Linked DNA regions of Mus musculus: all the other regions are linked to region 2. A link is a contact called in public promoter capture Hi-C data. All regions are on one chromosome and are shown on one strand. Each heading gives the region's core, a stretch centred on a gene start, on an enhancer-like site or on the middle of the called end of the contact. The rest is flanking DNA. Distances are from core to core; before and after follow the strand shown. Region 1 holds the start of Zfp286 (zinc finger protein 286). Region 2 holds the start of Hs3st3a1 (heparan sulfate (glucosamine) 3-O-sulfotransferase 3A1). Region 3 has its middle 100 kb from the start of Gm29851.

What was found. Promoter capture Hi-C pulls out the DNA fragments that hold promoters and counts their contacts.
Region 1: a promoter capture Hi-C map of embryonic stem cells shows a contact between it and region 2, with 4 times the contacts expected there. The contact joins the promoter of Zfp286 here to the promoter of Hs3st3a1 in region 2. A contact is called at or near these places in 1 of 39 promoter capture datasets (embryonic stem cells) and 1 of 115 datasets of contacts at active chromatin or transcription factors (embryonic forebrain).
Region 3: a promoter capture Hi-C map of embryonic stem cells shows a contact between it and region 2, with 9 times the contacts expected there. The contact joins the enhancer-like site here to the promoter of Hs3st3a1 in region 2. A contact is called at or near these places in 6 of 39 promoter capture datasets (the C10 cell line, cranial neural crest, embryonic stem cells and 3 more), 2 of 115 datasets of contacts at active chromatin or transcription factors (T-cell acute lymphoblastic leukemia and forebrain) and 3 of 9 other capture datasets (adipose tissue, embryonic stem cells and liver).

What each region holds. Positions count from the first base shown.
Region 1 is chr11:62,786,488-62,791,031 of GRCm38.p6, forward strand. Zfp286 (zinc finger protein 286) reads right to left here and starts at 2,981. Exons shown (of 6, transcript NM_138949.4): 1 at 2,889-2,981; 2 at 2,443-2,602; 3 at 1,472-1,557. The coding sequence starts at 2,497.
Region 2 is chr11:64,432,483-64,436,933 of GRCm38.p6, forward strand. It overlaps Hs3st3a1 (heparan sulfate (glucosamine) 3-O-sulfotransferase 3A1), which reads left to right and starts at 2,850. Exons shown (of 2, transcript NM_178870.5): 1 at 2,850-4,144. The coding sequence starts at 3,585. It overlaps F930015N05Rik (RIKEN cDNA F930015N05 gene), which reads right to left and starts at 4,192. Exons shown (of 1, transcript NR_028445.1): 1 at 653-4,192.
Region 3 is chr11:63,348,274-63,352,652 of GRCm38.p6, forward strand. No RefSeq gene overlaps it. Among named protein-coding and RNA genes, the nearest start is that of Gm29851, 100 kb to the left of the region's middle. Within about 2 kb of position 2,103, at least 22 of the 459 cell types and tissues checked have an H3K27ac peak or open chromatin away from gene starts, as enhancers often do. A contact at or near this core is called in embryonic stem cells, where this site is marked.

The DNA.
Region 1 (4,544 bases), core at 1,731-4,230, 1.6 Mb before region 2:
ACATAAATACAAGAGAAGAGCACACAGATCATATCAAAGAATCAGAACAACTCAGAAAGAGAATTATAGGACAAAAGCAGAAACTTTATCTGGATTCAATACTATAACCACCAGTTATCCTCTGTAAGAAGGAGATAAGGGGTGGAAATTTATCATGCCTATACATATCCATATTCTGTGCTGCTTATTAGATCAGTGAGAAATAAAATTAATATACATATGTTCCAAACCTAGTAAGAAAAAGATGGAGAAAACCCTATCAACTCAGGGAGATTTGAACACAAAATTTCCAGTATTAGCATTAAATAAAATCTAATAACTTTAAAAAAGGACAGACTTTTAAAATATCCATAAAAGATCCACCATGATGACATAAGAGTCTTCCATCTAGTATCCAGGCATGAAAACTGCTCGCTCTCCTTTCAGTATCTGTCCCCCGATTTTTCTGTCCCTCTGTGCTGGGCAATTCAGGCCTGGGGGCATCAGATAGAACTGATTCCACCTTGGAGTTACGGGTGGACTGTGTCTACAAGCGTGCGCACAGTTATACTCCTCGAACAATTACACTTGGTTAACATCAGTAATGGTGCAGAAAATGGCTCTTTTATATACTGCTAGAATTAATATAAGCAGCAGGAGAACGCCCAACCTTCCACCTTAACGATGCAAGCCTACATTTGTTTGATGATGGCATGAAAAAAAAAAAGCCTGCTTATGGGCAAAACTCTCAAAGTTTTAGAAAAAGGTTGACAAGATGGACATGCTAGCTCTCTACGTTACTGCCTAAATCCTTTATCTAGCCCAACAGTTAGTATGGTCAGTAAAGACACCTCCTTGCACAAGCCAGTGTAAGATGGTTTCTGTAGATGGTATGTAAGCCCCTGGGGTTAATTAAGTCTGCAAGACTCACAGGGCAGTTCAGAAAGTCCAAAAAGGGCCGGAAGTCATTTTTACAAACATTGTATGGAGAAGAGGCTGACTGAGGGATTCTGGGGCTGCAGAATGCAGTATGGACCTGTAATTAGTAAAACCACAGACCATTCCATATCTAAGTTTTAACTGAGTAGGTATTATTATTATTCTCATTTCTCCAGCATTTAAGGTGTTTTTTAAGCTCCTATTTACAGCCATATGTGTGCTGCTTCCCTTAGAGAAATGCAAGTTTTAAGAAGTATATACTATATGACCCTTAAGTTAGCTTTCCACATGACCAAATACAGAAATTAGCAGAGTTGGGAAAGAAGAGAAATGTGACTTACCTGCCTGTAGAGAGACAAGAAATACTAGATGGAGAAGAGAGATACTATGAGTAAGCAGAAAATATTTTCTACTGAGTCCACTAGTTTCTTAGAATTAGAACTCAGGTCTCTAGATGGGCTCTGTGGACAACGAAATGCCACATCAAAAAGGGAGTGCATCTGTGCTCTGAGACCCAAGGTGGAATTGATCTCAGTAACCCATAGAGACTCACCTGGGATCTGACAGTGAGTCTCAGAGCAGCCACGTCTCCTTCTGCACTCTTCTCGTGGGAAAGGAGAGAATCCGGGGAAGACAGAGCTAAAGGGAAGAAAGCGGTAGGGACTGGGTCTGGACCTGGCTCTCTACTCAGTATAATCTAAACCCCTCCACCACACCAAATGCACTCCCTGTTAACAAGGAATCCAAAACAAACTGCTACTTTCCGGTACTGTAAAATATGCTCAGGCACGTTGCTCCACTAGGCTTGAATTTAGTTGCTCTACTCATGACGTATCCCCTCAAACTCTCTGGTCTACAAACTAGAATAAGTAAATTTCCACTATAATCTACCTAAAGTAGACTCAGTGTTTTGTTTTGTTTTGTTTTGTTTTTTTAAAATCCCTTTAAAGCTTCCTTAAGGCGGAGATTGCTAGATCTCACCTCCAAATTCTGATTGGTTGAGTTTGAGGTGACATCTAGCAACCTGAAAAGGACCCCTGGAGGGAATTTTGGCATAGTAAGTCACCGAGGGGAGTTTAAGATACACAGGTCTCCTAGTGCTGAAGCCAGCCCCTACCTTCCGTGCCTGTGAAGCAGGTCGTGAGCGATCTGTGTTGAAACAGCACACACGTTAACTATGGATAAAGTGGGATAACGTATGGAAAAATATTTTTTTGTCAACTACAAAGTTGAATTCTTGGATCCACGATGGAAACCAGGATGGGGCAATAATTTGGAAGAACTTGTGACTACATTGTGACAATGTCCGCACTGGTGGGACCATTGTGCAGCACACTTAAGTGGAATGGGGACTGACCCATAGTAAGCCCTGCAACGTCTCAGAGCTCACCTATCCTCAAGATAGCGTTGACAAGTCGCCATCTTTTCCCAAGAACCACTTAACCCACGACAACGGTGGGTTTCCCCTTCAAAAGGAAGATTTCCACTCTCCCATGATGCACACCAACCCCTGGGCAATTCTACCTCTTTTCTGAGGCACTTCGGCCAAACCCGTCTCCATGATCACCACCTCTTCCATGCCCCTAAGGTCCTGCTCTTCTCGCGCAGTCAGCAGTCCACGGAGCCTCGAAGGACTTCTTCCCTCTTGGGCTCTGTAGAGAGTGTCGCTCAGATCACGTGGGACCTGGAAACCAGGGAAAGCATCCTGAATCTGAGTCCTCACCTGTCTGTTTCTGGCTCCTGGAGCTGTCCCCTAGGGGACTGAGTGCCTGAGAGGTAGAGGGCACAGACAACCCCTCCAGCTCCGTCCAGCTCTCCAGTATGCACCGGGGTCCTAGATGGCCCGTGGGGCGGGGAGGGAAGGGGACGAAGCTCAAGAACTACAAACTCCAGTCCTCCCTGGCAGAGAGCAACTACTGGACCACCGCCGAGGTAAAGCGAGGACCGCAGCATCCTACCAAGAAACTCACCTCCCATCCCAGGCCTGACAAAGGCTACGAACTTCTCCGCTTAGCTCTGAGTCGCGCATGCGTGACATTTTGCTGGGCAAATCCAGGAACTACAACTCCCAGAAGCACCTGCGCGCTGCCCGACCCCCTGTTTCTTGGCAGGTTGGGACCACGAGTGGCTCAGCGGCACAGCGGGATCTCTCCCTCTCGCGAGAGAAAAAGGTGCATCGTGCGTGGAATCCCGCAGTAACGGAAGGTTGGGACGTGGGAGACAAAGTCTCTCTCTCTCTGCACCTTTGTTTGCACAATTACATCTATGTAGCTTCAGCCCAAATTTCTTTACTGTTGGCATGTGTATATGGCTTTTAGCCATGGTTTGGCCTTCCCTAAAACCATCCTTTGACTTCAAACTATATGAAAGCTGTAGTTTTAGAGCAGGATCCATGTAGTACTCTCATCTATCCCAATGGACTTGTATTTCATCTATTTTGCAATCGTAAAAACGTATATGAGCAGAGCTGACAATATTGAGCCAGTTTCCACACACTTGAGCAGTAAGTTCTTTGCAAGGAAAAAAAAAGTTCATTTGTCGAAAAAGTTGGACTCTCAAGGGCCTGTGGTTAAGTTAAACCTACTTTAAAGTCACTTTTGCCAAACAGCCCCATCTCAGTGCGTGCATTTACTCTAGTGCACCATTTGCATATGCCAAAACCAGAATACACTCAACTTTTGATTCTCACCATCTAATCACCAGATCCTGTTCATTTCTCAGTTTCTACTCTGCTCTGGACCCTCTTCCACGGCTGTCATTGATCCTACACTCCCTGTCTCGTCCACCGCTTCTCCCTCTGTGACCATCATAATCTCTCCATATGAAGACATCCCATTTCCTCTACTTCCTTCATCCCCACTGGGTTCCTACTGGAGGTCCCATTGTGCTCCAGACTCATTAGATCCATTGGGAGAAAGAGACTCAGAGGGAGGCAATGGTCCTTGGTAATCTATGTCTTCTTTTCCCACTTCAGATCTGTACAGCTGCAAAACCTCCAATTCCTTTTCTCTGAAAAACTTCAAACTCTGACTTTTCCTCTAGAATCTGTCTGCTGTTCCTTTGGTCTCACTTGGGATGATTGTCAACAACTCCTTACAACTCTGTTTACTTCAGTGTAACATGAACAAGGAAAGTATTAGGGCAAAGAAGGCTGTTTGTCCTTGGCTGCTGGTACAGGTGGAAGTGGAGAAGCTTCAAATTTTTGAAGAAGCCTTCCCATGCAAATGTGCTGAGTGGGACCCTGATAAATTCACCAGCTCTCAAGACTTAGGCCCTTTTCACAGCTATTTATGTCTGGGATTTGGGGTTCAGTTTGAAAACCCACTAACTTGTCTAAGACCACTGTAGTTATCTGGGGACTGGAGGAATCTCCTGGGGTGCTACTCAAGTGATTACAGGAAAGTTTCCAAATTTGCATGCCTTTTGGCCACTCCCTCCAGAGAATATTAAATTTGGCCTTTTCTTAATTAGTAATTGATGAGGGAAGGCCTAGCCCATTGTGGATGGTCCCATCCCTGGGCTGGTGGTTCTGGGTTCTACAAGGAAACAGGCTGAGCAAGCCAATAGACATCACCCCTCCATGGCCTCTGCATAAGCTCCTGCCTCTAGGTTCCTGCCTTTTTGGA
Region 2 (4,451 bases), core at 1,600-4,099:
TTATATGTATTATCTATCATCTGTTTATTTGTACATGTTTGCATATGCGAGCTTACACACAGACACACACACACTCAGATTCCTTTCCTAGAAGGTCATCTTAGTCCAGCTTGTCCAAACACCAAGGTACAGTCCTTTGCTTTACAACTGGCTTTTTCTAGCTATGATTTCCCCCTCTGCTTATGATCCATCTCACCTCTGTAGATGTAATCCTCATTGCTTCAAGGCAACTAGCCCAGGAGTCCTGTGATAAACTCAGGCTCTGTCTCAGCTACTTCTCTGTAAAAGTCTTTTGTTCATAAAGCTCCCATGAGTTATCTTTATTTAAATGTGGGTGTCTTACTACTGCCCAAAGGACCCTCCTCCTCTGAAACAGTACTGTCTTCTGGGCTGTCACTTCAGTAGTGACAAGCTACATGTGGGTACTGAGCATCTAAAATGTGGCTTCAATTAAGGTGTGCAAAGAAGAGGAAAATACACTGGTATCCAAAGGCTTGGATGAAGAAGAGAGAAAGAGAGAGAGAGAGAGAGAGAGAGAGAGAGAGAGAGAGAGAGAGAGAGAGAGAGAGAGAAAGGAGGGAAGGAAAAAAGGGAGAGGGAGGGAGGGAGGGAGGGAGGGAGAGAGAGAGAGAGAGAGAGAGAGAGGAGAAAGGTGTTCCAATATGGTTTCTGCTCTTCACAGAGTGCCACAGAGGTCAATATGCATAATAGCCATTTATTCAGCTTATGTTTCTGCATGCTAGGAAAAGTCTGGGGGCTTGGGGCCACATCATTCCTATGCACGATGTATATACTATATACAATATCACCTTATGATGAACTACAGTTGAACTGGGAGCTCAGTGCTTTCCAGATGAGAAAACATATATTCTGGTGACCATCTGCACAACGACACACTTTCAGAGCAACTTTTAAATGGTCTCTGTTTTTGTTGTCTTCCTTCTACAAACCAGACTGAAATACACAGAGGAAAGTTTCAAAACACATTAAACCTTAAGCTTCAAAGTGGTTTGTCAATATCCAATTTTCAGACATAATAGGACATGGAAACTTGGCAAGGCATGTTGCTCATCCTGGGCAAAGACCAGTGCTTTCTGGTCTCTGCTTCTAAACAGATCTTCATTGGTCTGGGAATCAGTTGTGACTGGTAGTTTATGAACACGGCACTATTCTTACCCAACAGGCCACATGTGATCCAGTTCTATCCAAGCAAACTTAGAATCAGTAGGGCCCCTGTGGAAGCTGAAAGGCAACCCCCTAACTTACACTTCCTTGGTCAAATGGGGAATGAGCAGGAAGAGGAGAGAAAATCTGAGTGTCAAAGCTAGGCAGCCAGGATTCCTAAGTGAGTTTCCTGAGACCTAGCTCTCTTGACTGCTGGACTCTTATTAGCACAGGGAGGGGAGGGGTTAGGGAGCTAGGAAGATGTCTACAGCGCACAGGATTGGGCTACAGTGACCAGGGCACAGCCCACATTGCCAGGTATCTTGCAGGAGACAGAAATAAGGAAGCAATACGATTAGGACAAAAATGAAATATCTGGTGGTGGAAGAGATGGCTCGGCAGTAAGAGCCCTGGCTGCTCTTCTAGAGGACCTGGTACAATTCCCAGCACCCACATCTAGGCTAACAACTGTCAGGAACTCCAGTTCAAAGAGATTTAGAACTCTCCAGCTGGCACCAGGTACCCACGTGGTGCACAGACACACATGCAGGCAAAACAGCCATACACATAAAATACAAATAAATGAAAAATTGAAAACAAAACCACCACAGAGTAACAGCCAAAGAAAGCAATCAAACCTTCAACATCTCCTGAAGATTTTACTACTCACCTCCCCAGGAGCCAGCAAGGGGCAGATTTTACCTCTTTGTGACTTGCTTTGGGGGCATGGGAAGGGTATCTAGGGGTCAGGGGAAATAAGAGAAAAAGGAACCCGTTGTTTAGGGAAGGACTCTTAACTCTCAAAGAGTGAAAACACATTCACGCATGTGGGTGGTGCACATATGCAAAGTATTAAACTTTATCAACAACTGGTTATACGGATTTGGAATTGTACTTATTATTTTTTAAATATAATTTCTGTTTTGGTGTATTTATTGATCTAGTTTCTAAGGGGTTCCTTTCCAGGTCCTATGAGACTCTTCATCTTTTTAAATAAATCCAAAGGAAAAACAAGCAAGCAAGCAAACTAACAGACAGACTTGTAAGGGCCCTCAGTGGACAGGGAAGTAGAAGGCAAGTCTGTACTGAAGCTGTCTCTTTGCCCAGACAAATGGGGGCGTGGCCTGCCAAGAACTCTTGGGAACAAAACTTCAGAAGTCTCTGGGATGAGAGGGGATGGGATGGGTGGGCTGGAGAAGGGTAGGAATACAGAAGCTGGGACCAGAGGGAATCAGGAAGTGGGGATCTGGGGGTGTTAAGGCTGCTAAGGACTAAGCTGAGCTGGAGAGGTCTGAGAACCCCCAATCCGGCAAGGGGTGGACTGGCTGGGCGTTAGACTCAGGCAATCATACAGGCGCTGTCAATCTGACAGCGCCCAGAGACCTAGGGGTGGAGGAGGAGGAAGGAGGAAAGGAGAGAGGGAGTGCGAGGAAGGGGCGTCTCCTCTGTCGTCCGCGCCCTCTCCAGTGTATTGGGCGGTGCCTCGTCACCTTTTTTTTTTTTTTTTGTCCCGGTCCCACCCCTTCTGCCTCTCTAGCCCGGCCCCTGCGCCTCTGCTCTGCACCCTAGAGCGGATCCCCGCGTTGGTCTGGCCTGGGCCGTTGACGTCACCACCAAGTTTGCTGTCCTTCGCGTCCCACGTGTGGCGGTAGCGGCTGAGGAGGCTGCGGGGAGAGCCCAAGAGCACAGTGGCAGCGGTGGCTGACAGGTCCCGCACAGCGGGGCCCCTCCAAGCTGTTCCCAGCTGGGGCCCCAGAGGAGTGGGTAGACTTCCGGAGCGCTCAAGAGGCCAGAAGGCTTGAGTCCCATTCGGATAGAGGGACTAGGGGGACTTTGCTTGCTCGGTTGCTGAGACGAGCTGAGCCAGGACTCAGGGCACGCTCCTGGGCGGGCCAGGAGAGCAGAAGCTGGAAAAAGGGTCACTCGTTCTAACCGGAGCGTACACAATTCTTCGGCCCGAGAGTCCTGCGCCCGCTCCACGGGGGACTGAGCCAAGGATGTGTTATCGCTGAGCCAAGTTCCGCACCGCTCAGGACCCTGCTGAGCCGAGCACCTTCGCCACTGCCGCCGCAGAGACTCCCTTGCCGGGCGACTCTCGGAGACCCAGGGCGCGGAGCTCTGCGCAGCTAGGCTCAGGACTCGGGCGCGTTTCAGACCCAAGACCATGGTTTCTTAAGCACGGCCCCGCACCCCTTTCCTCCTCGTCGCCCGAAGCCCAGGACCCCAAGAAGGGCTCGCAGTGCTTGGTCCCTAGTTCCAGCCCCTGCTGCCGCCCAGCGGGGCAGCTCTCAGGCACGCAGGGCGGCTCAGGCGATGCGGCCGCGGGGCAGCACGCTGGCTGGCAGCGGGGATGGCGGAGCTCCCAGCACAGTCGTGGCCTAGCATGGCCCGCTCGCCGTCCGAGGTCGCCTCTGGCTAGGATGGCCCCCTCGGGTCCCACCGGCGCCCAGCCCAGCCCGGCGGAGCCACTGTCGCGCAGCATCTTCAGGAAGTTCTTGCTGATGCTCTGCTCGCTACTCACTTCCCTCTACGTCTTCTACTGCCTGGCGGAGCGCTGCCCACCCGGCTCGGGCCCCGTCGCGGGGGTCCCGGGGCGCGGCGTCCCTGCAGGACCCAGGGAACTGGCGATGTGGCCCGCGGGAGCGCCAAGGAAGCGCCTCCTGCAGCTGAGGCAACGGAGGAGGCGCGGGCGGTCGGGGCCAGGAGACAGCAGCGACCAGGAGGAGCAGAGCCCTGGGCTGGCCGCCGCACCAGGAGGCTCCGGGGCGGGAAGCAGCGTGGCCGAGGCCCAGCCGGGGACCCTGGCCTTACTTCTGGACGAGGGCAGCAAGCAGCTGCCGCAGGCCATCATCATCGGCGTGAAGAAGGGCGGCACGCGGGCGCTGCTGGAGTTCCTGCGCGTGCACCCCGACGTGCGTGCCGTGGGTGCTGAGCCCCACTTTTTTGACCGCAGCTACCACAAGGGCCTCGCCTGGTACCGGTGAGCGCGGGGACCCCCATGGGTACTTCTGAGCGCTGGCTGTGCAGAGGGGGAGACTAGGAAGGGATGGCAAAGGGGGAGCAGTAGCTGTTCCCATCTTGGGCTCCCGTTCTTCTCCCTTGGGGAGGGGCAGATGGAGAGAGGAATGGAGATCTTGATTTTAATTGTCAGGGCTCCCCAGTTCCCCAAACATCTTATTCCTTGAAATCGCCCTAGTAATTAGATAAAGGAAAAGAAAAGGAAAGAGGAGAGTTTCCTTTTAAGTTAGAAAACTGTTCCTCATTACTGGGCTTACCAAGGGAAGCCT
Region 3 (4,379 bases), core at 853-3,352, 1.1 Mb before region 2:
TGCCCTCACTGGTCAACTGGTTTTGCATTGGGTGAACATCACACAATTCCACACGGGTATTGGATGAAGCTGTGCTCAAACGAAGGTACGGTTGAGTTGGATGGCCAAGAAGGGTCACCTGAAGTCTGTTCATGACCTTGGGGATACAGCTGGGATTAGTGACAGACACACTAATGCATGGCTATTACATTGTCATGGGCTTCTCATAGTACAGTGGGTGGTTTGTAGGAATGAGCTAAGCAGGTTACTTACCCAGGTGGGAATTTCAAGATTTGTAATGCCTCAATCTCAGAACCACAGAAGCCATTGACCACTGTTGCTACCTGAGCCTAATGGGAAAGCAAGGCATTAGTTCCAATGCAGATTAAGGGTAAAGAGAATAGAATCTACCTCTGGATTGAGGCAGCACTTTACAAGCACAAGAGGCCTGATGAAGGACCCAAGAACAAGCTTCAGAGTTGAGCTACCCCAGATAAGCAAGGAGCAAAGGATGTCGAATCTGTAGTGTCTCAGCAAGATGGAGAGTTTTCCCAGCCTAGGTTTATGGCTGCTTATGCCAGTGGCTGGTGACCATCCTCTTGTCCTTTTGAGAAGCTTTTTTCTGCGATGTTGATATTGATTCAGCTTCATACAGCAACACGGGATGTACAGTAAAAGCTGTAAAGTTACTAAGTGATATTAACAGCTTGAACACACAGCAGAAGCCAGCAGGCTGGACTGGACACACTTTGCAGCCTCAATTCTTCCACCACATCAGGTGAACAGAGGTCTTCAGTGGGCCTGCCACATAGCAGACCCTGTCTTCTGGTCATCTGGTCTTGCTGGACGCTCCTGCTCCCTGGCTCCTTTGTCTCACAGTCTAATACTATTCTGACCATTGCCCCTGACTCTTGTGTGATTTAATTTCTTCCCCTGGTTATACATCTCCACCCAGGCCCCATGTTTGAACTGTAAACTGATTTCCCTTCCAAGAAATCCATCTGAGTTTGATTATTCACCCTTTCAACATCTTACACTATAGCAATTACCTCCCTGATGTCATTTCATTCTTAGAATATTGAGTATTGAAATTTAAAAGAAAGAAAGAAAGAAAAAAAAAGCACCTATTCACGGGTTTCAGCACACTCAGGGCAGCTGATGAGAACAAGGTGTGCTTCTAGGCACTGCTCTACAGGGGATGCGTTACCTCTGCGTTGGGAAGACAGGGATCAGGTTGAACAGATCCTGCAACAGCAGGATGCGATCTGTGTGATGGTGGTGACGACAAAGGAAAGAGAAGGAGGACTGGAAAGCCTTACTGCCACAGCTGAAGGGCCGAAGAGCAGAAGGCTGAAGACATGGGATCCTGAACTTGCAGAAGTGCAGGGATTAGAAATGACGTCAGAGTCATAAAATTGGTCTTGTCACAAGTCTGATCGAAAATGGTCCTCCTTCCAGTTCCTCCAGATGCTAGTCTTATACTGCCCTTCGTTTCAGGAGCTTTCTCTTCTGTTTTGTTTGTTTTGTTTACAATGCTAAGTTTTAAACCTAGAACTGGGCACATGCTAAACAGTGCTAAGCAAGGCAGCAAGTACCTTAAAAAGCCGTGAAAATCTGAGATGTGGTCAAGGCGGAAACTACAGGGAGATGCATAGCTCCAAAGAATGAGACAAGAGAAATGAATTCAAGCTCCAGATGTTTCCAAACTATTCAAAATAAGTACGGAACTGAGGGCAAGTTAGGAAGGTGGTAATACAATTCAGACTGGAAAACTGTGTGCAGTTGATAAATAACTGTAAAAACTGGGTTCTTTGAAAATACTAATGAGACAAAGGTTTAGAAGAATTAATCAAGAGAGAGAGAAGAAAAGAACAAATACAAATGAAGAATGAGCAGTAGCATTTAGACAGCGAGGATTAGGCAGGCCTAAGTCAGCCATTTGAAAGTCTGGGCGAAATGGGCAATTTACAAACAATGCAAATCTTATCAGGGAAATAAGATAAACGACCAAGGGGAAATTGGCAGGCTGTCAAAGAACCATTTCCCTTCCCAGCACAGGGCAGATCCCAGGCAAATTCAAGGACAAATTGTTTTCAGGACTCAATAAAATGTCTTTGTTATTTAAATTGCTCCTGGGCTGAGGGCGAGGAAGAAAACTGAATGGATTTTTAAAAGCCAGGACCACATTAAAAGCAGAGCTGGACAGAAAACGCCCCTCTCACACAGCTCCTTCAGAACCCAGCCTCTTACTAGCCTTCCTTTCACAGGCTTGCTTTCTGTATTACTTTGAAATGCTGCGGCTTGAACCTCTGGCCTGGTGCCTGCTAGGCAAGTACTGGACCACTGAGCTACCCCTAGATTGTTTGTTTTTGTTGTTGTTTCTTCGAGATTGGGTCTAACCAAGGTTCCCAGGCAAGCTATAAATTAATTCCCTCTGTAGCTCAGGCAAAGCCTTGAACTTCTAAAATCCTACCTCAACTGGGATCCCCGGCCTCTGCCATCCGGATCTGCTCAGTTCATGCACTGTATTTTTAAATTATGTCTTCGTGCAGTTTTAAAGCAAGCTCGTCGAACAAAGGTTCTGCCTTGTACAACCTGAATAAGATGTCTTTCCATAATCTTACCAAGCTGTAGAGAATCCTGTAGATAACAATGTGGCTTTTGGGTGCATCCTTATTTTTCTGTGGGCACTAGGGAGGAAAGGATCAGTGGAGTGGGTAAGGCACTTGGCAGGAAAACACGAGGACCTGAGATAGATCCCTAAATCCCACATGAAAACCTAGGTCTGGTGGTATACACTTGCAGTCTTAGTGCTGAGGCAACAGAGACAGGGGGATTGATGAAGCTTGCTGGCCAGCTAGTCTAGTCTAATTGGTGAGTTTCAGGACAATGAGTTATGCAAAGTTGTCCTTCAGCGCTTCTCTCTCTCTCTCTCTCTCTCTCTCTGTCTCTCTGTCTCTCTGTCTCTCTGTCTCTCTGTCTCTCTCTGTCTCTCTCTCTCTCTCTCACACACACACACACTTGCGAGTGTAAGGAAGAAAAGAATGAGGAGGGGTTGAGCAGGTCTCCCACCATGTCCATTGCTATTTGAAATAGTTCTGAAGATCCCAACTAAGGACCTAGAAAGAACAGAGATGCCTTGCTGTGGAGCCATTTCCTTCGTTTTAAAACATTCCTTGTGGTGAGGAAATTAAGTAATTTCTAAAGGCTCTTCCGGACCCATAAAGTTTTAAAGGTAAACTTCTTAAGACTCAGGAAGTAAACTACTCAGAAGTCTCAGGAAGTCCCTGAAATTGACCCCTCCCTATTCAAGGTTCTATGAGCAGTAAGAGCTTCAAACCAGCCTAGGTGCCTGGAGGACAAATGTTGAGCTGCCTGCAATTTGTTCAGATCCCTAAGTTCCAGGCTCTTCTGAGCTGTCACAGCTTGTATAGCTAGCTCTTTGAGTTGCTCTGTTTCTGTATGTAAATGCTGGTTTATATTCCTCTAAGTAATCCTAGTCTCCTAGGCTTGCTAGATTGGAATTCACGGTGTTTTTACTTTGATCTGTCATTGGCTTCATATGTGGGGCATAGACTTTTATTTCTATCTTCTTAGGAATGGTATTGTACAGCATTGGTACACACACACACACACACACACACACAAATGCACACACAGAATACTAAAATTATTAACTAGAAAAAAAAAAGCCCTTTGACTCTAATGGGAGAGTTACAAAGGACTGTTTAAAAATCGTGATTTAGGATGATAGAATGAACGCATATTTTTTTCTGTCCTCACTTGCTTCAGTCTACATACACAGTAGGCAGAGGATGCTGTGCACATTCGTAACAGTCTGGAAAGCAAAAGCAAGTGGATACTCTTTTCATGTAAACCACACTGAATTTGCGAAAGATGAAAAAGAAAAGACGATTTCAGTTTGTGTAAGGAAACCACATCCTACAGCAGAAAGTGCTTGTGTGAGGGTTCCACACTTGCAGACATGAGAAACAGGAGTCTTGTGGCAGAACAGACAGTAAAGCAGGGTGATCCTTCGGCATCCTGCACCAAGTACACAGAACTTTGGGTCAGGCAATGAGCACAATATAATCTCTGGGAGTCCCAGGACGTGAACATCTAGTGTGTAAATTCGCCTCCCACGACAAACTGTACCTTTCTGTGTGAGAAATCACTGGGCCCTCCCTAGACCTCCCTAGACAGCAGATCCTCTATTTCATATCATGGTCATCTGTAGATATCAGAAACTCCCATACACCTGAAGGAAGCTGACACCTCAACAGAGGGCTGCCAGAAGCACCTGGCCTGAGAAAACAGACTTAACAGAGGGTGGGCAGAAAATGGCTTCCGTGAAAATGCAGCAGATATGGAGATCTCAGAAATAAAATGGTGGTCAAAAT